Regions from separate parts of the Mus musculus genome. Here region 2 is linked to region 1. A link is a contact called in public promoter capture Hi-C data. All regions are on one chromosome and are shown on one strand. The core of a region is the stretch at or near the end of the contact, and the rest is flanking DNA. Distances in the headings are between cores, read along the strand shown. Region 1 holds the start of Exo1 (exonuclease 1). Region 2 has its middle 24 kb from the start of Gm26104.

The links. Promoter capture Hi-C pulls out the DNA fragments that hold promoters and counts their contacts.
Region 2: a contact with region 1 is called in a promoter capture Hi-C map of liver, with 2.2 times the contacts expected there. The contact joins the enhancer-like site here to the promoter of Exo1 in region 1. A contact is called at or near these places in 8 of 39 promoter capture datasets (the 3T3-L1 cell line, 3T3-L1-derived adipocytes, the C10 cell line and 5 more), 1 of 484 Hi-C or Micro-C datasets (B cells) and 3 of 115 datasets of contacts at active chromatin or transcription factors (bone marrow-derived macrophages and stem cell-derived neural progenitor cells).

What each region holds. Positions count from the first base shown.
Region 1 is chr1:175,878,080-175,882,709 of GRCm38.p6, reverse strand. It overlaps Exo1 (exonuclease 1), which reads right to left and starts at 1,932. Exons shown (of 15, transcript NM_012012.4): 1 at 1,854-1,932; 2 at 1,510-1,578. Gm36360 (a long non-coding RNA gene) reads left to right here and starts at 1,955. Exons shown (of 3, transcript XR_373723.2): 1 at 1,955-2,038.
Region 2 is chr1:176,721,992-176,726,707 of GRCm38.p6, reverse strand. No RefSeq gene overlaps it. Among named protein-coding and RNA genes, the nearest start is that of Gm26104, 24 kb to the right of the region's middle. Within about 2 kb of position 2,142, at least 28 of the 459 cell types and tissues checked have an H3K27ac peak or open chromatin away from gene starts, as enhancers often do. A contact at or near this core is called in liver, where this site is marked.

The DNA.
Region 1 (4,630 bases), core at 683-3,182:
GTTCCTTCGTGGTTATTTGTTTCCAAAAATGCTTCCATACTTACAATCCTAACGTGGGCTCTTATCTCTCTTAACACTTGGACTCAGACATTAAAACTGAGTCTCTCCTTTCATAAAAAGAGGACTATGAGCCTATAACACTGCATGCTATGGTATCATATTCACCCCTATATTAAAGGGGCGCATCCAAAGTTCAGTGTAGAAACTCCAAAGTTTGGAGAAGGACAGACATTTCAACTGAAAAGCATGTCAGCAATCCCACACTACCAGAATGGTTTATTCCAAGCAATACCCTGGTAATTAGCCATGGTGGCATCTAGGGGAAATTTCATCAGATTCATTGAAGGCTATACCAAAGACACATGAAGCCGTGTTTGATGTGCAAAACAGCTTCAAGAAACAAACAGTTATAATTTCCATTCCCTTCTAGGTCCTTACATGGAAGTCCTGGAGATGGCAGCCCCTTCAAAGCAACTAACACCCCCCCCCACCCCACCCCCGCCTTCCTACTCCAACTCCAGCAGCTGCTTGCCACTTCCCAATACAGTATTACCATCTAAGATCAGGTATTTGTATTAGGGAGTGTGTGCATGTAATGAGTGTGTGGGTACATCCATGCAGAGCCCAGAGCAAGGCATTGGGTGTCTTCCTCTATTGCTACCTGTCTATCACCTTGAGGCAGGGTGTTACGGAACCAACTAGGCCCAATGAGGTCTTGGGATCTGCCACCTCTGCCTCCCAATCTCTGCAGTTACCAGCAGGCTCAGGCACAGGGGGTTTTAATGGGGAGGGGGCTGGGGGGAGGATTCTAACTTAGGTCCTCATGGTTGCAAGAGCAAAGGCTATTACCCTCTGCAACTATTCTTTCTGTGTATGATGCATGCGTGATGGAGTTTGAATCGGAGGATGTGAAAGGCAGTCCACCTTGTTTGTTTGAGCTGCGTCCACCAGGCTAGTTAGGTCTTAGGCTGAGCTCTCTGGGATTTTCCACTCTTACCTTCCCCTCTCTCAGCAGTGAGGTCACAGGGACAGGCACCTGATTCAACAGACCTAAGATCATGTTCTTAAAGACTATGGGATAAGCCAGAGGTGCCCTGTTGACACCACAGGAAAGTGGCCATGCCCTTAGCTAGCAGCCCTGACACTTGAGAGATTCATTTACCTTTAAGGTCATGCCCATTAACTATGAATCCCTAAAGGGGGGCATGAACCCGTAATTTTAAACATCAGCCAATTTGGGTGCAGGTGGGTCTGTGTAAAACGAGTCCACTACGTTTAAAAGACAACGTCTCTAAAACATGATTTCGTGCATGCTGGGGGGGGGGGGGGTTGGGGTGGGGGAGGGACATAATTACATTTCGTGAAATTTCCTTAAGTTTCTTTCTTCTAGGCCAACTAAATCTCGAATAAATATTTCCTCTTTAGTATAGAAGTGACTGAGTGCCATGTGGCGCATCAACACCAGAAGGTCGCCGGTGGTACCCGAGGTAACAGCAGCAGCGGCTTCACCTTAGTCCCGTCTCCCGAACGAACAGGCATAGCACACAAGTCCATTCCAGGCGCCGTGGCTCCTCAAACCTGCACAGGAGAGAGCATATACAAAGGGAATTCATCGCTAGGTACGAGTGTTGGTAAGGACACACGTCAGCCCGCCTCTGCGGAAAGCGGGAGACCCGGAGGCCGAGGCAGTCGCCTGCAGGCGCTCCACGCTCCCGCTCACTTCCCGGAGATCCGGGTTTCGCGCCGAGGGGCAGAAGGCACGTGGATCAGAGTCATGGGGACCCCACTTTCCTCCACACGGCCCGCTGCTCCAGTGACCGCCCGGCCGCCCGCATAGGGGCTCGCTCGCTCACCTGGGGTTCAGAACGGCGGCGAGCGGCTGCTGCAAGCGCAGCCATGGACCTTTCGATTTGCGCGGGATCGGGAAGCCCCGCCCAGCGGACATGACGTCCCTGGGCGTCCTGAGCCGCAGCCTCCACCTCCCGCTTTCTATGACCCGACTTTCCTCTTAGCCGAGTCCTGAGCCCTTCCTTGCAAGGTAGGAAGTCCGCCGCCAATGGCCAATGCCATCTCGAACTCGGCGACGCTAGAAGCGAAAAGTCGGCTTGTTTGTGAGAGAAGTGGGGTGGTGGTAAGGGAGGGGGCAAGAGAAACTCTAGGCCCGGAAGTTGCGCTCTCGCCGGTGCTGCTGGGAGTTGTAGTTCTCCCTTGACCAAGCCACTGGATCCAGGTACATGCGTGCTAAAGAACTCCCAACTTGGAGTCAAACATATTTTGTTATTTTAAACCCGGAAAAGGAGCCCAGTTCATAGTTGCTTAATTCCAGGCCAACACCACAGTCTTTCGTCTCCGAAACATCCTCACCTCTATGCAAATTGAAGTTTTGTACAAAGCTTTCATGTTGCTATAGTTTGATTATAGTCTGCGCTTACCCACTTTATTCATTATATGGCTTTATCCCTGATACGAGTTGGGAAAATGTTATCCTTATAACTAAGAAACAAAATGGCCCAATGGTTCAAGTTATTAAACCCTGTATATTGTTGGTTGTATTGGGTCACATTTCCTAGTGTTATCAAGGAAAGAAAACCCCTCTAGTTTCTCTTCTTAATGGACTTTTAAAAACTTACTAATTTTAGAAGTCACACAGCCGGACTGTACATAATTTAGTCTCTTACTGTCTTTGCCCCAGCAGACTCCTCTGACTGAAGCTATCTAAGTGTGAAATTGAAAGACTCCGAGAGGAGCCCCTCGCTCAGGCCTCAGGACAATAGCGGACACCCAAGAACTCATGAGAGACCAAGCTTGATGCAAACCACATGAGGCTTTATTCGGGGAAAGCTAGAGCTCTGGGGACGACTCACATCCCACGCAGGAGTAGAGGAGTCGACCCTGAGGGGAAAGGGGTCTCAGTTTTTATAGGCCCTGGGGGGAAGGAGAAGGGGGGAGTAGGGGATTTCCAGATCTAAACAATGTCTATTCTCAAGAAATGGGTATGGGAGGGGTACAAGGAAAGAGTCTGGTGCAGGTGTAGCAACTCCGGATTGGCTGGGCTGTGGTTGCTGGGGAGATTTTCTGACTCTCCCAGCAACCAATATCACAAACACCTGGCAGTGAGGTGCAGCAGTGGGCACACACATGGGTTCAAGGAATGGTCAAAACATTGGCAGACACACAGGTTCAAGGAGTGGCCAGAGCATTGTGCACCTCTATTTTTTCTAAATCAGTGAAGCTAGTTCTGCTAACAGTGACATCAATCTTGCCAATTTCAGGGCTTCTGTGACCTTTTACATTCTGTCAGGATCTTTTAAAATAAGAATCTTCCCTGCCCATGTCTGTAAAAAAAAAAGCTTTTCTCTCTCTTGCCCTCCATGTAAAGATACCATGTGTGATCCTCTCTGCTCTCTGGGTTCACCTTTAATATCCTAACAATTCAGTGACAAATTAGTTATTCTCCAGGAAAGGAACTCAAAAGATGCACGATGGTATTATCTGTTGTGTTACCTTTCTTTAAACTTACAGAACCCCAAACATCCATTAATATATAAGTACTAATTAACACAGAGTACCTGGTGCACTGGTAAGGCGGACTACTACCCCAGTGATATGTTCCCCCAGCAAATCCCTAGATCATATTCGTGACTGCAGCCCCAAGGAGGCTGGGCTTTGTTGGGGAGCTACACCATCATTGGTTTTCAAGTAAATCTTTTTCTTTGCCCAAACAAATTGACTTTAAGTCATTAGACTTTCTGAAAGAATGTGGATTTACAGTTATAGAAAATGCCCAGATCTGGCTAATGTCCTCTTTTCTTTGTTATATTGTGGTAAAACACACACACACACAATATATCTTTCTATCTATCTGAATGAAAAATTTTAAATGTATATTTAAAATATGCATATTTTATAGCTCATAGAAGCAGAAGGATAATCATTTAATATATTAAGAAGCCTGCATGTGCCAGGCAATGGTGGCTCATGCCTTTAATCTCAGCACTTGGGAAGCAGAGGCAGGTGGATTCCTGAGTTCGAGGCCAGCTTGGTCTACAGTGTGAGATCCAGGACAGCCAGGGCTACATAGAGAAACCCTGTCTCAAACCAAAACCAAACAAACAAAAACAAAAAGCCTGAATGTATTTGCATGAAAAAGGAAAAAAAATCAGAGTTAAGAATGGAGATATTGGGCCTGAGAGATGGCTGAACAGTTTATAGCTGGCTGCTTTTCCAGAGTACCTGGGTTCAATTCTCAGAATCCACATGGTGACTCACAACTGTTTATAACTTCAGTTCCCAGGGGGTCTGATGCCTCTTCTAGTCCACTAGATACCAGACATCTATGAGGTTTATAGACATACTTGTGCTGGACATGCTGGGGCTGGAGAAATGTCTCAGTAGTTAAGGAGGACCTGAATTTGATTCCAGCACCAATAATGGATGGCTCACAACCACCAATAACTCCAACTCCGGGGGATCTGACTCATTTGGCCACTCTGGACACTCACACACACTCCCACTCTCTCACACAAACACACACACTTAAAAATAGTATAATTTATTTTATAAAGCCGGATATCCAAAGACAGGTTTGGAACGCTAGCACCAAGGAGACTGAGCAGCAGCAACAGCAGCA
Region 2 (4,716 bases), core at 893-3,392, 840 kb before region 1:
TGTACTTTAGAATGAACTTTGCTGTGATAGGTTCTTGAGTCGTGCTTAGTGAGCTCATCAGGGGCAGATTGGCCTTTCAGTACCCAAGTCTGTCTTCAAGGGCCTTCATGGTTTTCCTCAGTGTATATGTAAAACATTTATATATACACAGGAAGACACAGACACTCACACACACACACACACAGAGACACACAGATTATACAGACATGCACATGTATATTTAAAAAGATATATGAAGAGTGGTGGTCTTTGAAGTAAACTATACCTAAATATTATGCCAGCTGAGCTGCCCAGACAGCATTATGCTGAGATGGTATCTTGATAAAATAAAATAAGATTATTTTACCTATCCTATCTATCTATCTATCTATCTATCTATCTATCTATCTATCTATCTCTTCTCTCTGCTGTCTCATGTAGCCCAGACTGACCTGCAATTCACTGTGTGTTGGGTCCAAAGCAGGCTCCCAAATGGCGGTGCCACTGACAATGTCCTAAATGACAACCTGGGCTCAGCTCAGCCTGCCTCTGACTGGATAAACGAAGGATTGTTAGGGGGTAAACAAAAATCCTAAACTCTCAGAAGTCTTGGAAGTAGTTTTCTGTTTGTCGGGAAAAGCCAATACTTGCCTAGTCCTCCTCCCAACCCCTCCTTAGCCAACTGCTTCAAGAGGTCATTGGTCCCTGGTTAATGAAAACAAGCCTGCAACAAATCAAAGCCCCCCGCCCCAATCAGGCTGTTCTAACCTGCATATCCCCGGACCCCACACACACTGCTACCTGTCCCCTTAAAACTGGCAAGGTTTTTCATGCCATTTGCTGTTCTCTCTGCCTTTAAGAGACAGCCTGGCAGTTCGGTCCTCCATAAACCTTCCCTTCTTCCCACAGCGTGGTCTAGTCTGCTGGTTTCACTGCACCCACATTCACAGTGTGTAGCTGGAGATGACCTTGAATTCAAGACCCTCTCTCTTTAGCCGGGCCCCTTTCCTCTCCCTTGCCTAGTTCCTTTGTTCACTGGTTTCTCACAGACTTGCTTCCTAACCTTGCTTCTCCCAGTACTGGCATCATAGCTGTGTGCAGTCATGACCAGTTTAACAGCACTGCGGACTGAACTGAGACCTTGCTAAGAAAGCAGTTGACCATCTGAACTATATCCCCCAGTCCCCTGCTTATCATTCTTGTCCTATCTAAATCCCCAGCTCAGCCCAGGCCACAGGCCACCTGGCTTTGAACTTTGATGCCCATTCTTTATTATTACTAGAACACCATCTTCTCCTGGGGGGCAAAGGGGGTAGGGTGCGGGAGAGAAGTAACAAGAAAAAAATGTATCCATGCATTCCAGCCCAGTGGCCTGGAAGCATACTTGTAGGTTAGAACTGTGTTTGTGAGAAACCAATGAACAGGGGACTGTAAGGTCAGAAAGTCGCCGAGGGAAGACCCCAGACTCAGATAGCATGCAAAGACCAAGAGCATTTATTCTGCAGAAACCAGCGTGCGCACGTGCGTGCGTGTGTGTGTGTGTGTGTGTGTGTGTGTGTGTGTGTGTGTGTGTGCGTGCGTGCGCGCGCGCGCGCGCGCGTGCGTGCCTGCGTGCCTGTGTGCGCGCCCGAGTGGAGTTAGTCATTCTCTAAAATGGCGACCCCAGGCAAAAGCACGCAGGCCTTCTTTAGGGAACTGGTGGAACTGTCTAGAAAGATTAGGTAATCTGAAATTTCATTGATGGTTGCTAGGGAGTCACAGGTGTGGTCCGCATTCCAGTCTTGAACATTTAACCATGCGATGAAATAGGACCACCCAGTGCATTCTGAGATGTTTCCTCATTTTTGTGGTTATCCCCAGGCAGTTCTTTGGGTTTTATGATCTTGTTCTGGATTTTATGGTCTGTTCCTAGAGCTGGTGTCTTATGACTTAGTTTCTGAGACCTATGGCCTATTCCTGAAGCTAGTGCCTTAGGGCCCTTTTTGAAATCAGGCCTGGTCCTTAAATGGAGAGAAATGGGGTTTATGTTGCCCTTTTGGAAGGAACTGGGAGAGGGAAAGGAAAGGGACCCAGCAAAAGGTGGCTCAGAAGCTGAGTCACCCTCATGGGGCAGGGGACTCGGTTGCCCCAACCCTGGGGCGAGCATCTGGACTCTGAGCTCTTCTTCCTAGTTAGTTGTTGCTTAAGAGCTGCCAGTGGTGAGGGTGGGGCACATAAGCCTCCAGGTCCTCCCCTTATGACATTTGCTGGCCAAACATGCAGCTCCTGCCAACTGAGGACAGTGTTCCAAAAAGTCAGACACATGGAACACAAGAAGTAGAAACGTGCAAGCAAGAATGGGTTACAAACATGGTAAAAGGACCCTAGGGACAGTAGAGACAGCAAGGTCTACGCAATGACTGCTTCCTAATCCGAGCTTCTCCAGTTCTGCTCTCTGGGATAAGCTTCCCTTTCCCTCCCAAGTCCTGGCATTGTTATGCAGATTATCTCAGGAGGCTTCACCTTGATCAGCTATGCCTTTGCTTCTTTTCTTGACTGGAATGTGAGCCTCAACAGGACATAGATTGTGAATGATTTATGGGCTGGCCCATAACAGGTGCTCCAAATGTATCCAAAGTCGTGGATTGTGTTCTTGTTTCTGTTTTCTCCGGCAGGTTTCACAATAATGAGGTTCTGATCTAGCCCTTGACTAATACTGTTGACAGTTCCTGAGTAGGCTGGCCACTGCCTGTGTTTCTCTTCTCTCTCTGTTCTACACAGTGTGCTGGTCTCTCTGACAATGTATGGGATAAATGTTAGCTGTCCTAGAAAATTCAGGGTAATGTCACTTACCACCAGAAGACCCGTCATTCTTAAACATGGTTAAACCTTTTCAAAAGCTGATGCATATTTTCATTTAAAATTGCCTCTTGGTACCAAAGAAAGGCATACATCCCTTGGCTTATGTATTAAACAATATAAATTGCTTTTATATTGTTTAATGTACCCTCAAGATGTTCATCCATTCGACAAACAAAAAGTTCAAGGCATGAAGCAGGTGCTGAGAGAATTCAGTTGTCAGTTGCCTGCACTGGGAGAATATGGAGACTGACTATTCAGAGATATGACCGAGCTATCAACAAGCATTGGAGCAAATCCAAATTAATTCTGCATCCAAAACCATGTTCTGAGCATTCTTATTTAATTTGTACTTAGTGTAATGTATACTTAACACACATACTACAGGCGAATTTTCAGCTTTACAAAAGTATTTTTTATAGGAGTCCTCTAAATGATAACCTTCCTGATTGAATTAAAACTGTCATTTGATCTATCATACTTGGCTTTTTTTTTTTTATGAAACTTGTTCTAGTTAACTATCTGTCACTCAAACAAAGTACCCAGGACACTAATAAATTCAAGTAGAGGAAAGGTTTATTTAGGTACATAGCTTTGAGATTCTAACCCAGGTCTGGTCGGTCCTGTAGCTTTTGCTCTTGCAGTCGGTTGGTCACACACCAAGACAAAAAGGTGAGAACAGGACCAGTTACTTCATATCCAGGAAACAAAAGAGAGGGAGCCCCACAGCCTTTGAGGATACATTCCCAGTGATATAAAGACTTCACACTCGGATCTGCCACAATCTGCCAACAGTGAGATGCTGAGAATTAACCTTTATTACATGAGCCATTGGGAAAATTAAAAATCCAAACAGTAGGCTAATTCTTTGGGATTCAGTTTACTTGGAATAATGTCACTTTAGAGGCCCCACTATTTGTCCTCTAATTGCACTGACTTCAGTGATAGTTAATGTTAACTGCCCTCTAGATAAGGCAAATTCCCAGAGGAGGCAGTGACAAAAGAGAGAAGTTGCTTCACAAAGCTAAGGAAGGCCAAGGTCTACTCCACATCTGAAAGTGGTTTCTAAGCATGCAGGTCAGACTTGAATCTCATTTTTTCTTAAGTCTCTTCAGAATACTCTTTGGTGCTCCTGGGATAGTGTCTAATCCTTTTAAGACAGGCAAGGAAAAACTATAACCACATCAAGTAGCTGGCATCTGATCAGCATATGAACACCAAGTTACAAATGGCGATGTAATTTAAATTCACCATGTGCCAGAATTATTTATTGATCTTCACACCAGCCAGCGGCTCTGTAACCTGGAATGCACCTCAATAATTCTAATCGGTTTTGATGTGCATTGTAAACCTGCCTATTGTACTGTGACTGTTGACATTTCTAGGATGGCATTTGATTCTGCTTTACCCGGGTCTATTCCAAGGCAGCAAGTCATTTATTACTGACAGATGGAAGTTGGGTCTCAGTTACTCCTCCTCCTCCTCCTCCTCCTCCTCCCCCCTCCTCTTCCTCCTCCCCCTCCTCTTCCTCCTCCCCCTCCTCTTCCTCTTCCTCCTCCCCCTCCTCTTCTTCCTCCCCCTCCTCTTCCTCCTCCCCCTCCTCTTCCTCTTCCTCCTCCCCCTCCTCTTCCTTCTCCTCCCCCTCCTCCTCCTCTTTCTCCTCCCCCTCCTCCTCCTCTTCCTCCTCCCCCCTCCTCCTCCTCTTCCTCCTCCCCCCTCCTCCTCCTCCCCCTCTTCCTCCTTCTCCTCCTCCTCCTCTTCCTCCTCCCCCCTCCTCCTCCTCCCCCTCTTCCTCCTTCTCCTCCTCCTCCTTCTCCTCCTTCTCCTCTTTCTCATCCTCTTCCTCCTTCTTATCCTTTCCCTCCTTCCTTCCTCCTTAAGATGGGTTGAAGCATCAAC